Regions from separate parts of the Mus musculus genome. Here region 2 is linked to region 1. The links are chromatin contacts, called in public promoter capture Hi-C maps. All regions are on one chromosome and are shown on one strand. The core of a region is the stretch at or near the end of the contact, and the rest is flanking DNA. Distances in the headings are between cores, read along the strand shown. Region 1 holds the start of Ttc17 (tetratricopeptide repeat domain 17). Region 2 holds the start of Commd9 (COMM domain containing 9).

Evidence for each region. Promoter capture Hi-C pulls out the DNA fragments that hold promoters and counts their contacts.
Region 2: a promoter capture Hi-C map of pre-B cells shows a contact between it and region 1. The contact joins the promoter of Commd9 here to the promoter of Ttc17 in region 1. A contact is called at or near these places in 3 of 39 promoter capture datasets (cranial neural crest, frontonasal cranial neural crest and pre-B cells).

The regions. Positions count from the first base shown.
Region 1 is chr2:94,404,869-94,409,076 of GRCm38.p6, reverse strand. It overlaps Ttc17 (tetratricopeptide repeat domain 17), which reads left to right and starts at 2,388. Exons shown (of 25, transcript NM_183106.2): 1 at 2,388-2,570. The coding sequence starts at 2,412. It overlaps 2810002D19Rik (RIKEN cDNA 2810002D19 gene), which reads right to left and starts at 2,370. Exons shown (of 2, transcript NR_027831.1): 1 at 2,111-2,370.
Region 2 is chr2:101,883,785-101,887,992 of GRCm38.p6, reverse strand. Commd9 (COMM domain containing 9) reads right to left here and starts at 1,731. Exons shown (of 6, transcript NM_029635.3): 1 at 1,674-1,731. The coding sequence starts at 1,724.

The DNA of each region.
Region 1 (4,208 bases), core at 1,139-3,638:
GTTCCTGATAGCTGAAATATGTACTAGAGATTCTATACAACCATTCATTCTGGGGTTCAGGAATCAGCTAGGTATAATAAACAATTATTAAATAATGGGCTAGAGATACATAGCTCATTAGTAATATGGTTGACTACCATATGCAAGGCCCTAGGCTCAGTCCTTAGCATTGTAAAGAAAAAAACAGATAGTATACAATAATAGATGGCTACACCTAAAAAGATGCTGAGAAAAAGGGATTCCATCACTTGTTTCTACTTTAAAACTCAGGTTACAGTCCTTACTGTCTATATTTAAACTCAATACGACACATAAGAGTCCCTTACAACTTGACACCAGCATCACCTTTACCAACCACACTTTCCTTTGTGCCAAGCCTTTTTCACCTGGTTGTAGCTCTCTCTACACATTATTATTACATTCTCATCTGTATTTTAATTAACTTGTCAACATCATAGCTTACTTCTTAATGGTCATATTTCTGTGCCCATGTAAGAGTCCAAGGAACTTAGCTTACTGGGGATCCCCTGAGCAAACCATGTGGAGCCAGGATCAATGCAAAAAGCAAGAGGAATTTATTGTTCCAGTGCACTGGGGTCGTCCCAGACCCGAAGGAGAGGCGGAGCAGCACCCGTTCAGTGAGTTTTTATAAGGTTTCCAGGAGGCAGAATAGAGCATCAGCAACTAGGCACAATATGATTGGCGAAACAGTGCACCCTTTAAACTGGTTGGTCTTTAGGGAATGAGGTAACAAGGACTTCCCTTGTCTGAAGGTGGGCAACAGTCCATCCTGTCGGTTCCACCCTGTGGTCTGAGAAATGTTAATTAACCTCTCCCTTCTGGAGGGGCAAGTGTTTCATAACCTTCCCAAAGGTCCTGAGCTGACCTTTACACCCAGTCTCTACAGGCAAATATATACATATGTGTGTGTATGTGTGTGTACACATACGTACGTGGGTGTATATGTTTGTGTATGAGAACTGTATGCCACATGTATAAAGGAGGATCCCCTAGAGCTGGAGTTCTACAGGTGGTTGTGGCCTAACACTGCTTCCAGGGAAGAGCAGGAAGTGCTCTTCAGCCCTGAGCCATCTTTGTAGCCCCAAGCCATCTCTCCAGCCCCAAGATATACCTTTTTAATAAAACGAATGTTCATTACACGGGTACTTTTAAGAAAAGCTGCCTAGTGAGCTGGGCCTGATGGTTCATGCCTGTATCCAGCATCAGGTGGTTGACACAGGTGGACTTAAAGGCCTGCCTGGGCTAAATAAATTCCAGGCAATTCAGGCTGCAAATGGGACTTCATTTCAAAAACAAAACAAACAAAATCAACAAAACCAAACTGCTCTCAGAAGAATTACAATGCCATAGCACAGTCTCTGTTCCCATAACATGAGGCAGACATTTGTTTCCTGCAACACATCTATGTAGGTGGCAGGGCACAATTTTTTTTTTTCTCAACAGAAAAAAAAAAAAGCATAACAGCTTTGTTACAAGATGATACGCCCACCATACTAGTAGGCCGACCTGAAATACCTATAATAACATACATTGGCAGAGCCTGGAACCTAAGCTGGTTAACAGCTACTGTACCTGTTGGTAGTGCGCCTCTTAAGTTTCAATATGCAAATCAATCACCTGAGACTTCTTTAAAACATACTCATAATGGCTGAGTCTACCCTCGGGGAAGGGAAGCCGCAGTGCTTACATATTTAATACAGTCCCCTCCCCGGAGATGCCACTATCTGGGTTCTACACCTAGGTCTTTAACTTAGACTAGAGCTGCCCACCAAAGTCCACAAGACACGTGGTGCTGCTGCTGTAAGACCCAAAAATCTGGCCACACTGGATGTAAGTGGTCTGTAAGGACACATCGCTTTCTAAATTTCGGAAGAAAAAGTATGCCGATCACATATACATAACTTGTAATGAGCTGATATTTTGTATTTGATAACGAGCTATTTTTTTAATTCGATGTGTGACATGCATTACACAGTACGACTGCGCCGCTTAACACTCCATTACGAGACTTATTAAAAAAAAAAAAAAAAGCCTCTCTCAGATAGTTGAAAAGTATAACTTTTATTGCCCTACCAGAAACAATACTTACTTTTTAAAAAGACCTTCACCGTCTTCTCACTTCTGCTCAAGCTCCACCTAGTTTTATTATCTCCCCTCCGATTCCCACGCTTGGGGATCTTATAGCCTCCAGAAAAACGATAACTAGAAAGCCGTTTCCAGCCCTGAGGTGTGGCAGGACCGGCTTCCCCGACCGAGAGTAAAGGGACCGGTATCGTCTCCGAGGCACTCCGCGGGCTCCTCCTCCAGTTCCAGAGGCGACCTCCCCAAGATGGCGGACCGCAAGGAGTCGCTTCCGCTTCCGGTGTGAGCAGCCCGGCCGGGGGGGCAAGATGGCGGCGGCAATAGGGGTCCGCGGCCGGTTCGAGCTGCTACCTCGCTCCGGCCCGGGTTGGCTTCTCAGCCTTTCCGCTTTGCTGAGCGTGGTGGCTCGAGGGGCCTTGGCCACTACGCACTGGGTCGTCACGGAGGACGGGAAGATCCAACAGCAGGTAGCGGCCAGGGTGCCCCCTCTCTGCCCGCGCCCGATCAGGGGGAATCCCGGAGCCGGGCCCCTGGGTGGCTCCGCGCGGCCCCGCCCCCAGCTTGGCTTCCCACGGTCCCGGCCCACGGGCCGAGGCTTCCTGCGCTCCGACCTGGCGCCGCCCCCTCCCCTCTGGTCCCCTCGCCCCGGCTCCGCCGTGGGGAACTTCTCAGCCTTCCACCTTGGGGCCGCGCGCCGTCCCGGAACCGACCCCGGGGAGCTGAGACTTGAGCTCCCGGGTTAGGAGTCACGGATTCATCATTAGTTCTGCCTTTGGAGCCGCTGGACCAGGACCCGCGCGCCACCACCTCTCCCCGAGGAAGTAGAAAGCAGGTGGCAGTGCCGGGGAGTGTGCGCGTCCCAGGCCGGTGACAGCCAGGGTGGCATTAGTGAATGGATGGATCTTTTAATGCGCCTCCTCCAGCCTTGTCTCCCACTGATGGGATTTGTTTCGCGATGTGGTGGTTTGAGGCTGTGCCGTTAGCCAGGTCATTAGGGGCTCTTTAAAGACAACCCATTCTTGCTCCTTCTGAAGGAATGCCAGAAGATGCATGCCTCTGGTGGCGGTGCCCGCATCATTCAGTTCTTAAGTGCCCTCATTTCCCGGTGTATTTTACATTGCTTCCTAGTTCCTTTGACCCAGCCCGGCACTCAGCATTTGCAGTTTACTAGATTACCTATGCTTGAACTGATTTCTCAGAGGAGTGACCGCTTTTCTTATATAACTTTCTGATGCCTGCATCTGCATTTGCTTTCATACTGCTGATGCTTTAAGGACTGCGTGTGTGTGTGTGTGTGTGTGTGCGTGTGTGTGTGTGTGTGTGTGTGTGTGTGTGTGTGCGCGCGTGCTCGCGCGCGTGCTTCACCACAGAATCTTGTAAACTTAATGACTTCCAGCGCTTGACAACAATCAGGAAATGTCCAGGAGCCATTTAAAAAGTGAAGTGTGTACCCCTTGCAATTTAAGCATACTGACTCATGTTTTAACCAAAGGCGAGAGAGAGAAACTGATCCTTTTGATTAACTGTAGAAACACATCGCATGGTTTATATTTAAGATGAGACATTTCACAATGCAGCAAACCTAAACAAAATTTTTAAAATGCCCACACTTTGTGTTTCCAGTGTACTCTTTCCTCGAGTGTATTTATATCAAACTCCCGATTTAAAGGATTTCTTTTTCATGGATATTAAGTTCAAGATCCAAGTTAATTTTCATTAGCCTCCAACTGAGAGTTTAAAAATGTCAGAACCCCTAGAAAAATACAGTAAGGCTGCCTTTCCAACGTAAGATTGGAAATCCTGCACCATCCCTGTTTTCATCTTTTGATTGCTGTTGGTGGTTTGCTGAGGTCCGCGTGAAGGGAGGCATTGAATTCAGTCACTTATGCTGCAATTTGGGGAGCCCTTCTCCCATTGGCTCCTTCGCTATATTGTTTCTGGCCACAGCTATTTATACTCGATGACATTGACTTCTCCTTCCCATTTTGGTGGCCTGCCACTCAGCCGGAAAAGAAATCCATCTGAAAAGTGAAGGTTAATTAACGGAAATGGATCATTTATATGTTGAATATTACAGTGGGAAGGTAAGATCGGATTTGTTTTTG
Region 2 (4,208 bases), core at 482-2,981, 7.5 Mb before region 1:
TCTCTCTGGAGTAGTGGTCTCTCGGTCTTCCTAATGCTGCAACCCTTTAATACAGTCCCTCACGTTGTGGTGACCCCAACCATAACATTATTTTATTGCTATTTCATAGTTTATATCGTGATGTAAATATCTGCTATTCAGGAAAACTGATATGCAACCACAAAGGGGTTTCGATCTACAGCTTGAGAATTAGGCTTAGTGAGGAAAGCCAATCCACAAACATCATCTACACCAAGATTTACAAACGTTCTTGAAATGAAAACTAATGATACAAGAATGTTGAAGTGTCAAGGAATTCTGGAGGCCAACTGCAAGTGAGCTTGGCTGTAAGATGTCAACCCAGGGGTCTTACATAGATAGCTATGCCTTGGAGCTTTACTGGATCAATGTAAATACCCCAACTGTGATATTGTTCTGTAGATATCCAGGAAGTCACCATTAAGGAACATGGGACAAAAATCTCTCTGCATTATTTCCCACAACTACAGGAGATATTATAGTTAGCTTTTAATAAAGTGTATTTAAACAATAGAGCAGTGAAAATGAGCTATTGCTACAATCATGACTGGAAGCCAGATGTGAACACTGATATGAAGAAGTGTTCCATTTCTGTGGAGTTCAGAGACTGAGTAATAGTACATGGTGTCCGAAGCTATGCACTGTTGGGAAGGCAAGTGAAGTAAGTAACCAGGGAGGCACTGGGGGTACTGGTGTCTCAGTCTGTGGTCTGGTGTTGGCTACATGAGTGTGTAGTCATTAAGGGAATTACTAATGATTTCAGTATGCTATATGTTATTTTCCAAAACTTACCAAGGAAAAGAAAATGTCCCAAGACAAGCAAGCATGGAAAAGGAATGGCTTAAATCAACCACAAGGAAGAGAAAAAGCTGCTAAGGAGAACTCTTGGATCCTAGTCACAGCTCCACTATACTAAAGCCCTTCATAGCTATTTCTTCGGCACATACTGGGTGCCAGGTCTTGTTCTTGTTGGCATAGGCTTGTGAACAATGAAGTCAAAGTGCTCAGGAGTGGACTGAGCAAATGCACACTAGGAAGATGGATAACGGAAAGGGCATTATATGTGTGACTTATAATGACAGTGTCACGAGGATCATTTCTGATCTTCAACTGGATAAGAGAGAAGAAAGGAAAACAAGAAGAAACAGAAATCATGTTCCTCAGAAGAGAACACAAAGACATCCATGGTGTGTGCACACTAGTAATAAGTCCTAAGAGGGAATGCAAAGCCACCCTTCTAAGGAGTAACTCAAACTTTATGACGTCCCTAGAAGTACTAGGGTGACAAGAAGGAGAGAATTTCCCTGAGAGAGGCGTAAAGACTGGGATGAAATGGGAACTGGTGACTGTCACCCAAGTGCTCCAATCTATAAAACCACTCGTGGTCACTAATTCTTGGGTGTATTTACATCGACTATCTGATTTTTACTTCCACCTTAATATCTGGGCGTGATTAATTTTGTTGCTCCTGTTTAAAAGCTCAGAAAGGCTGAACGATTTTCTCAGGGTCACACAAAGAAGCACTGACGCGCGGCGGGTAGGGTGGGAGTGGGACAATGCTCCAAGTCAGGGCCGGTTTATTCCCAATTCTTGCTTTGCACCAAGTCCCAGACCCTAAGACGGTGGCCGCACGCGTCCCCACCCCTTCAAGATACCTTCAGTAGGCTCTGGAGCGCCACGAAATGCTCTGCTGTCAAGGCCGCCATCTTTCTGGAGTCACGTGACAGCCGGAGCAAGCGGAGCGTGCCTCGTGACCCCTCGCAGGACATGCTGGGAGTTGTAGTTCTTCACCGTGGCTGGCGGGAACGGCGTGCAAAGAACCAGGAAGTCTTCCTCCTGTATGACTAAGCTCAAAGACCAGAGGGCTGAGATACTGAGAGAACTCGGATATAGAATGATTTCCAGGGAACAACTGGCTGGACATCCTAGGTCAGGGAAACTGGTTTTGCCTTTGCCCCTCTGGGTAGGCTGGCTGATCTGGTGAATGCACCTGCAGACTTGGCAGACACCTTGGCAACTTAGATGCCCAGAAGAGATCGGCCTACTCACCATCTGGATTTAAATGAAGCTTTGCCTATTTGAATTCTTGGAATTCACACACACACACACACACACACACACACACACGCTCACATGCCTGCAGTACTCCCTAAAAACAAAACAAAACAAAAAAAACAAAAAACAAAAAACAACGCTTCAAGGCATATAGTTTCTTCTCTGTTTGTGGAGAGATAGGAGCCTTTGTAACTAGCCTTATCCAGACAGTCAAGCTAAGTCACTTAGGGTTCTTAGTAACTTTCCTGTGGTCCAAGAAGAGGTCTGGTTTGAAGGGCAGCTGATTAGGAAAGGGGTTAGAAAGGAAGAAGGCGTGTGAAGATATTGACTATCTTAGCTCTGTGCACCTCCGGCACGGTCTCTTCTGTCTGCATTCTTTCCCTTAAAACTGAGTGTTGAGGGTCATGCAGCAAGACCTGCCAACACCTTCCTCAGAGGCAGACCCTCCAGTCTTCAGAGAGTCTGAAAGTGGCAGTCGCTGGGTCAAAGGCTTAACTACAACCTTGCTATGGGTTGAGTCTGAAATCTGTTTTGCAGGTTCATCCTGTGGTCACTTGGACCCTAGCTTTGTGGGACTGCTGAATGTTAGAACCCTTAGGATCTGGGACCTTGCTAGTGAAGGTCTCTAGTGGCAGGCCTTTGGGGGTTATGCTGCTTCTGGTTCTGGCCTGATTGCATGGTGTCTTGTCTGCTGCTGTGTAAGAAGTCTTGGCTGTACATTATTGCCACCCTGCTCTGCCATGTTGGACTACAACTTCTGAAACCATGAACCAGAATAAATCTTCCTCCTCTAAGTTGTTTCCATCTAGTTCCTGTCACAGTGACACACCAGTAACCAATGCACTTGAGAAATTGAAAGCATAACAACTCAACTGAGCCATCCCAGGCTTTCTGGCTTTGAAATATTGTATAAGTCTTTAGGTGTAGCCTTTCCATGTCTTGATTCAAAGTGGCTGCAGGCTGTGAGCTTCCAGAATGAGGTACTAACTACTGTTTGCCAGCTACTAGGGAAAGCTGACATCCAGATGGGGCAATGATGACAGCCAAAGCAGCCATTTCCCCTGGCACTTGCCCTCTTTGCTGGGTACTGTATCTACTTCAACTGCAAGATGGGGAGTGACTCCAACTTCAAGAACAGGCTTCCAGAACTAAGAAAGAAACAGAAACCTGTGAAGGAAGGATCTGGCTTCCCAAGCTACCTGACTTTAAAGATGTCATTCTTCCTTGAATAAACCCAGCCTGGTGGAGGGTTACCAGTGGATAACAGTTACCAGGGATTCAGGGAATGTGCTAAGAGTATAGACCAATCTGATGCATCCTGTTGTCTGGGAGCAGCTTCAGCAGCTGCTGCAAATGCTACCTCAGACTCCACCACCAGTGTTCCAGATGCTGCTAACCAAACTTATAACCATTAGTCAGAGAACTGTAAGTGCTCAGAACTTGGCAGGAGACGATGTGAAGCGTGCCAGATATCAGCCTGATAAAAAGGTCAAGTAAAAAGCTTCCAAAAATTCTAAACTTGGAAGCTGAGCAGCTGTGTAGGAATAAGGGCAGACATGTTTGTTATAGACTGACCAACACTGAAATCTACCAAATTAAAGTTTACTTTGAATGGATTAATTTGCTTTGTTTGTTTATTTATTTATTTATTTTAGTTCCAGTGAAAAGTGCATCTTGACAGAGTATTTTCCTTCATAGATACACTTAAGTTATCAAACTATCACAGATGTCAATTATTTCTTAAGACATGCAATCAACATGTCAGTGCAGCAGAGCACATTCCTTCTAGCTTCATCGCTGTCGCTGTGATAATTTTACCCCAACAGAAAACAATACGGGAGGAGAGGGTTCCAAATATCAGCCCATCCTTGAGGCAGGAGCTGGAGACTGTGCTCACACCAAAGGCACAGTCAGGAGCAGGGAGAAAACCAAATGCACACATTGCTGCTTGCTTGCTGCTTACGCTCAGCTAGCCTTCTTCACTCTTACACAGAGCAGCACCCAGCCGAGGAAGTGGTGCGCCTCACATTCAGAGTGGGCCTTTCCAACTCAATCAACAGCCAAGACAATTCCCTAGATACACACACACACACACACACACACACACACACACACACACACACACACACACACAC